2 separate regions of the Canis lupus genome follow, and region 1 is linked to region 2. Evidence: chromatin contacts called from public Hi-C data. All regions are on one chromosome and are shown on one strand. The core of a region is the stretch at or near the end of the contact, and the rest is flanking DNA. Distances in the headings are between cores, read along the strand shown.

Evidence for each region. A called contact is a pair of places that touch in the nucleus more often than the background predicts.
Region 1: a Hi-C map of blood shows a contact between it and region 2, with 4 times the contacts expected there. The contact joins the promoter of ECHDC2 here to the enhancer-like site in region 2. A contact is called at or near these places in 3 of 9 Hi-C or Micro-C datasets (amygdala and blood).

Annotation. Positions count from the first base shown.
Region 1 is chr5:56,432,996-56,436,361 of UU_Cfam_GSD_1.0, forward strand. ECHDC2 (enoyl-CoA hydratase domain-containing protein 2, mitochondrial) reads left to right here and starts at 1,427. Exons shown (of 9, transcript XM_038537520.1): 1 at 1,427-1,637. The coding sequence starts at 1,505.
Region 2 is chr5:55,996,449-55,999,837 of UU_Cfam_GSD_1.0, forward strand. No RefSeq gene overlaps it. Among named protein-coding and RNA genes, the nearest start is that of DMRTB1, 40 kb to the left of the region's middle. Within about 2 kb of position 1,958, at least 3 of the 20 cell types and tissues checked have an H3K27ac peak or open chromatin away from gene starts, as enhancers often do. A contact at or near this core is called in blood, where this site is marked.

The DNA.
Region 1 (3,366 bases), core at 177-2,676, 440 kb after region 2:
TCTCTACTAGGCCTCAACCTCGGCCTACAAAGACTTAAACACTAACATAGTTCCTAGCAGCTCCAGGCCACATTCCTAAGATGACCCTAACCCACCCACCCCCTTTAAGTGCCTGCCTGAGAAAATTTAAGCCAGCTGTAGAAATTAACAAGAAACCTTACTAAAAAAAAAAAAAAAAAAAAAAAAAAAAAAGAAACCTTACTAAAATTGCAGTCAGGTGTCTAGAAGGGGGGGGGGGTCTCTGGCATCCTACTACTAGACATCAATCACAGGCAGAATGGTCAGAGGCGGCATCAGGAGAGGAAGGACACTGTATCTCCATTTTTTTTTTTTAGATTTTATTTATTTATTTATGAGACTCAGAGAGGGGGGGTGCAGAGGGAAAAGCAGGCTCCATGCAGGGAGCCCAATGCGGGTCTCCATCTGGGGTCTCCAGGGTCACCCCTGGGCCGAAGGCAGGCTCTCAACCGCTAAGCCACCCAGGGATTCCCCGGGCACTGTACCTCCTTCAAGCAACTTAGTAGGTCAGCGGCTCAGCCAATGAGAATCCATCATCACTGAGAACTCTTGCTTTTCTCCAATGGGTCTGAGCTGCAAAACAAATCTTCCCAACTTTCTCCATAAAAGATGTTTCTCTCCCCTGGTGGACTAGCCTACGGTTGTTTACTGCGGCTTGTTTGTCCCAAATTGCAATTCTCTGCTATTCTTAAACCTATTTTTGCTGGTAAAATAACTTTTTTTTTTTAAGATTATTTATTTATTTATTCATGAGAGACATACAGAGAGAGGCAGAGACACAGGCAGAGGAAGAAGCAGGCTCCATGCAGGAAGCCCGATGTGGGACTCGATTCCGAGACTCCAGGATCACGCCCTGGGCCAAAGGCAGGTGCTCAACCGCTGAGTCATTCCAGGTGTCCCTATACCTGTTATTTTTAAAGTCAACACTGCCAAAAGAATTTACTGCTTGCTGCAGCCAGCACCTGCAGACCACACCCCCCACCCTGTCCTTAGTTTCTGTGGGAGCCTGAGGTTGGACAGGCCTTGGCTTGCTGACCCCGGGCGGGTTTCACGTGGCCTAATACTTTTCCCGATTTTTGTAATCTCACTTCTCTGTCTTCTAGAGCCCGGGTCACTCACCTCCATGCTGTCTCCTCCTCCCCTTAGAGCTCTCAGTCACCTCCGCACAGACGGAAGCCGAGGTCAGCTCGCACCGGACATTTCCCCTTCGCAGCAGGACATTGCTGAGTGAAACGTGTTCTCGCTACTTTAGCCTCCCCCCTTATCTATGACCGTGGTCACTATCATTACCCCCGCTTTGGTGATTAAAACACTGCTGCCACCCCGGTCCCAGGCCGCAAGGTCGCCTAGCCCGGGCTCCAAGCGTCCCTGTGCGCGCTCGGCCGGGAGGTGGCGCAGTTGCGAAACCCTGGGGCCCAGCCGCGAGCTTTCCGCGGGACAGGAGGGACGGCGGGGGGCCCCTGGCACCTGCCCAGCCTGCGCCCCGATGCTGCGCGCCCTGACCAACGCCCGGCGCCTTGCACGGCCCTGGAAGGCCCTGCGGGCGCGCAGCTGCGCCTCCCACGGGCCGGCTGGGCCCCCCGAGATCCAAGTGCGCGCCCTGGCGGGCGCCGACCACGGTAAGCGCGCTGTCGCGGGGAGCGCCCCGGAGGCGGCCGCCCGGGTCCGAGCCGCGCTGCCGGCGCCGCGGCGGGGGTGGGAGTCACGGCCCGCGCGCTCACCAGGCGCCGGAGGACGGGTCGTTGAAGGGAAGGCGGGGCCGCTCGCTGCGCTGGGGGACTCGATCCCTTCCCAGGCCGGGCTCCAGGCGCGGAGGTGGGTGGCCGCCCTACCAGCCGCGCCGACCCCAAGTGAGCGGGAACCCAAGTGGACGCCAGGCCCTGCCGTCGCCCGGGGCCGGGGAGGAGGGGAGGGGGCGTCGCTCGGGGCTGCGACTCGGCACCGGCACCGCCAGCACCACCGCTTCCACCCCAGGAACTGCACGGGGCCCGGCGTCCCTCCTGGCCCGGAGTCCCGGCTGGGTTCCGGGTCCAGGCGCAGGAGCCCGCGGCGCTGGCCAGGCCGGCCCAGCAGCGCCCAGCAGCGCCCAGCAGCGCGGCGAGGACAACCTAGCGGCGGCCGCAGCAGCCGCGCGACTCCCCGCGCGCTGGCCCTGCCCTCGGGCCGACGCCGCGAGCTTCGGAATCCACAAAGTTCACGCTGCTCCCCGGTGGTGTGGTTTGCACCCTAAGGCCGAGAAAGAATTCTTGTTACTGATTAAGTTTTGGGACATAAGTGTCCGCTGCCCACCACCAAGAAGGAACTCTTGAGACGTCTTTGGTGCAAAGTGGTGGTTTTCTTAAAACACAGGGACAGGACCCCTGGGTCCTGGGAAGAGCTGCCGCCCCGGCCTGTGAGGGGTGGCTGATTATATATATATTTTTTAACCTTTTTTTTTTTTTATTTCTTTTTATTGGAGTTCAAGTTGCCAACATACAGCATAACACCCAGTGCTCATCCCATCAAGGTGGCTGATTATATACCTGGGAGTTGGGAGGGGTTTGAGGATAGCTGTACTCTTAAGGAATTTTGGAAGCAAGGTTTCCAGTACCTTGAGGGAGCTAATTGTTGGGAAAAGGTCACTTATTACCATCTGATAAAACCTGAGTCATGAGACCCTTTATTTATTTATTTATTTATTTATTTATTTATTTATTTATTTATTTATTTTTATTTATTTTTTTTCTTCATGAGACCCTTTATATGTGTATCCGTGGGCCATGTGCTTGGGGGATGATGGTCAACATGTGTCTGGGGGGGTTAGAGATAAAGGAAATTTCTATTTTTTTAAAGATTTTATTTATTTATTCATGAGAGACACACAGAAAGAGACAGAGACACAGGCAGAGGGAGAAGCAGGCTCCATGCAGGGAGCCTGACGTGGGACTTGATTCCGGGACTCCAGGATCACACCCTGGGCCAAAGGCAGGCGCTAAACCGCTGAGCCACCCAGGGATCCCCTAAAGGAAATTTCTAAAGGAATTTATATAAAAAACATATAAGTTAAAGTAGGGTTACAGGCCCCTGGGGGTCGGGCTAAGATTGCCTTTTGCCTTTAGCAAAGTATGAACAGTATGAACATTGAGGCCCTGGAGTCTGTAGAGGAGTGTCCCTTTGCCTGTTTCAAGGACTTGTCAGTGTGCTGCCCCAGGCTCACGCCTTGTCCTCAGCTAGCCCTGGCATCAATACTAACTCGGTGCCAAAAGGTGGTTTTATTATAAAGCACAGGGACAGGACCCATGGACAGAAAGAGCTGCTCTGCGGTTATGAGGAGTGATATCTAAGATTTTCTAGCCTTTGGAGGGGCAG
Region 2 (3,389 bases), core at 708-3,207:
ATGCCGCATTTTAACGACCTTTAACACCTGCCCATTGAAAAAAGAACATCCACACAGAGAAAATTAAATGAATGCCCTGCTCAAAAGACTTTCATTGGGGAAGGCTTTTGATCAGATCTGGGAGTGCAGCCAGGAAAAAATCATTTCCACAGCACTGCTGGGAATGGAGACAATGACCCTGTTAGAGAGTCTTTGGGAGGGGCCTATCTTGATGGTCCCCTCTGGAAGGGGTCCCTACCACCTCTTTTATCCTGAAACCACATCATCTACACAGTTCTTTAGGACCTTTGGTTGTTCTCTTCTTGAGAGAGGAGCTGGCCCCTCAGCTGGGGGCCAAACCAACTGTGATACATCCTTCCTGTGGAATACTAGTCAGCAATAAGGAGTGGACGACCCACACGTGAAGCAACATCGCTGAATCTCAAAAAGAATAAGTGAAAGAAGCCAATCTCAGCCCACATACTGTATGATTGTGTTTCTCTGAGATTCTAGAAAAGGTAAAGCTACAGTGATAGAAAGTATAGGGGATCCCTGGGTGGCTCAGTGGTTTAGCACCTGCCTTCAGCCCAGGGCGTGACCCTGGAGACCCAGGATTGAGTCCCACATCGGGCTGTCTGCATGGAGCCTGCTTCTCCCTCTACCCGTGTCTCTGCCTCTCTCTCTCTCTCTCTGTGTGTGTCCCTCATGAATAAATAAATGAAATCTTAGAAAAAAAAAAACCTACAGTGATAGAAAGTATAGACGGATTAGGGCTGGTGGTGGGGAGGCATCAATGGCAAAGGGTCCCCCGGGGAACTTCTGGGGACAAGGGAAATGCTCTGTTTGTCAAAACTTCTCAAACTGTGTTAAATAGGTGAATTTTATTATATGTGAATGATCCCTTAATACAACACCCTGACGATCACTGAAAAAGGAAGGAAAGAAGGGAAAGGGAGGAAGGGCGAGGGTGGCTGTGGCTGCCCCCCCATCCCTGTCTTCACGATCACCTGGGAGGGGTTCCTCCCTGAGCTCTCTGAGGAGGAGCAGGCCTGTGGAAAGCCCTCGCCAGGCCCAAGACCCATGGTCACTCACACTTGGAGTGGAGGAGGGACTGCAGAGACAGCTCCACCGCAAGGTGCACCTCTGACCACAGCTCTCACAGACGACAGGGATGGCAGGTCCCTGACCCCACCCAGCAGATGCTCCTTGGCAGCTGCTGCCCTGGCTGGTTCCCAGGGACTGCCCCCATCCTTCCCCCTGACCCCACTGAGCCCCCTCTTGGGTGCCAAGTCCCCGAGCTGATGCCAGGACAGGACCCTTCCCTGGCGGTGCTCCCACTCAGCCAGGGAGGTGGAGCTGGGCACAGACAGGCAGGGCAAGGCAGACGGAACCCCTTGACCTCAGAACCCCAAGGAGCCACCTGTCTTGCCGGGAGGCCAGAAAGGCTTCCTGGCAGAAGCGGTGCTCACTGGGCTAGACTGAGAACTGGGTGGGAGCACTGAGCTGGTGCCAGGGGAGCATGAGGAACCAGGACAAGCAAGAGGCAGCTTGGGGTCGGGGAGGGCGTTTGGGGAGCAGCAGCAACTGGTCCTTGCTGGAGAATGAAGACAACGGCAGCTGATCAGGGACCTCTTGGTCCAGCCACCTGGACTTTGAACTGTCCGGAGGAGAGCATCGTCATCAGATTTTCCCTGTAGGAAGGTCCACGTGGCAGGACATTTAGATGAGCCCCAGCCAACACGCTGAAGACACAGCTGGCTCCCCCAGGACACTGAGGGAACAGACACGGAAGCAGTCTGCCGACTCGGTGCAGCTCTGACGACCCACCTCAGCGAGCGCTTGAACCCCATCTCACGAGGGAGGTGAGACTTTCCCAGACTCCCAGTCGCTCTGTGGCAGGCCGACCCCAGAGCTGGGTGCATCTCTCTTCACGCTCTGCTGAAGACACGGGAGAAAGGTCCTGCACACAATTTCTGTGTTCGGTGGTTGGGTGTCATCAGAGGCAGCAGAGCCTGAGCGTCCCGGTGGGGTGCCACCTGCCTGCGCCCAGGAGGAGTGCCAGGCCCACCTGGAAGGCCCCGGCCTGACGCGCGGAGCAGGGATGCACCCAACCTCTGAACCTCTGACCCTGCTGTAGAGGCCTGAGCTCACCTAAATGCCATTTGGGGCCATGACCAGCAGGGGGCGCCCCAGGACCGACGAGTTCTTTGCACGGGCCCACAAAGATCGCCCAGAAATCCTGTCCTTCACACCCTTAAGACCGGTGTCCCTGCTCTTCTTCTTCTTCTCAAAGCCTCGAAGGTGACATGTCTTCAGTAAATCATGTTCAGACAAGCCCTTCTGCTCCCGACACTCTCCATCAGGCCCGGCCCTGAGGAGCAAGCCCTTCTCACCAGGAGAAGTTTTTCCAGACGATGAGTCTGTCCCATTTATCAAGGAAGGTGGACAGATAATTTCAGGTGAAGGCTGGGGAGACCCTGACTAGACAAGGTTCCCCGGGGGGAGCCCGACTAGCATTCACCAGGGCTGTTTCTCGAAGCCCATTCAAGCGGTCCCCTCTTCAGGCCCTCTCTCAGGGATCTGAATGGCAGGAGGAGTGTCAGAATCTTGGGACCCTTCTCCCACAACACCCACCCCGGGGCAAGCTTGGCTCTGACCCAAGGCCAAGGGTTTGGGTCAGGTTTATCCTGACTTCAGTTCCAAGGGTGGCCCAGAACTGCCCTGCGGGGCTGGAGGAAATCTTTAGTGCTTGTAGGGTGAGAGCAGACAGCCTTGCTCAGGAGCATGCAGGGTGCTGTGCAGATAAGCCTCAAGCAAGCAGTTTGGTGCTGTAATGAAGTCCTACGTACAATACGGTTAATCCCACACATGTGATGGCACTTGTGCAGCCTGCTAATTGGACAGAATAGAAAATGTTTTGCGTGAAGGACTATAATTAACCCTGCTTTTGCTCAGCAAACCTTATCACGGCTTCCTGTTCTCTGCTAGTGTTTTCCTGTCTAAAGTAGAGGTAACGGTTTCTTTCTTTCTTCTTTTTTTTTTTTTTTTTTTTGATAGTTTCTTTTGACCAGTTTCATGTCCATCCTACCCACCTGGACAGAAACATAGATTTTTGGAATCTTCCTTCCTCACTTGTAGCCCTTGTGGTTTAAAGATTTTTATTTATTTATTCATGAGAGACAGAGAGAGAAGCAGGCTCCATGCAGGGAGCCTGATGTGGGACTTGATCCTGGGTCTCCAGGATCAGGCCCTGGCCTGAAGGCAGCACTAAACTGCTGAGCCACCTGGGCTGCCCGGTCCTTGTAGTTTAGATGGTGCTGCTATCCCCATGCCCAACCTCAGGAGTAAGCATGTGACCCAGACATGCCCAATCAGAAAATTACACACACCTGTGCCCCAGTGATCACTTT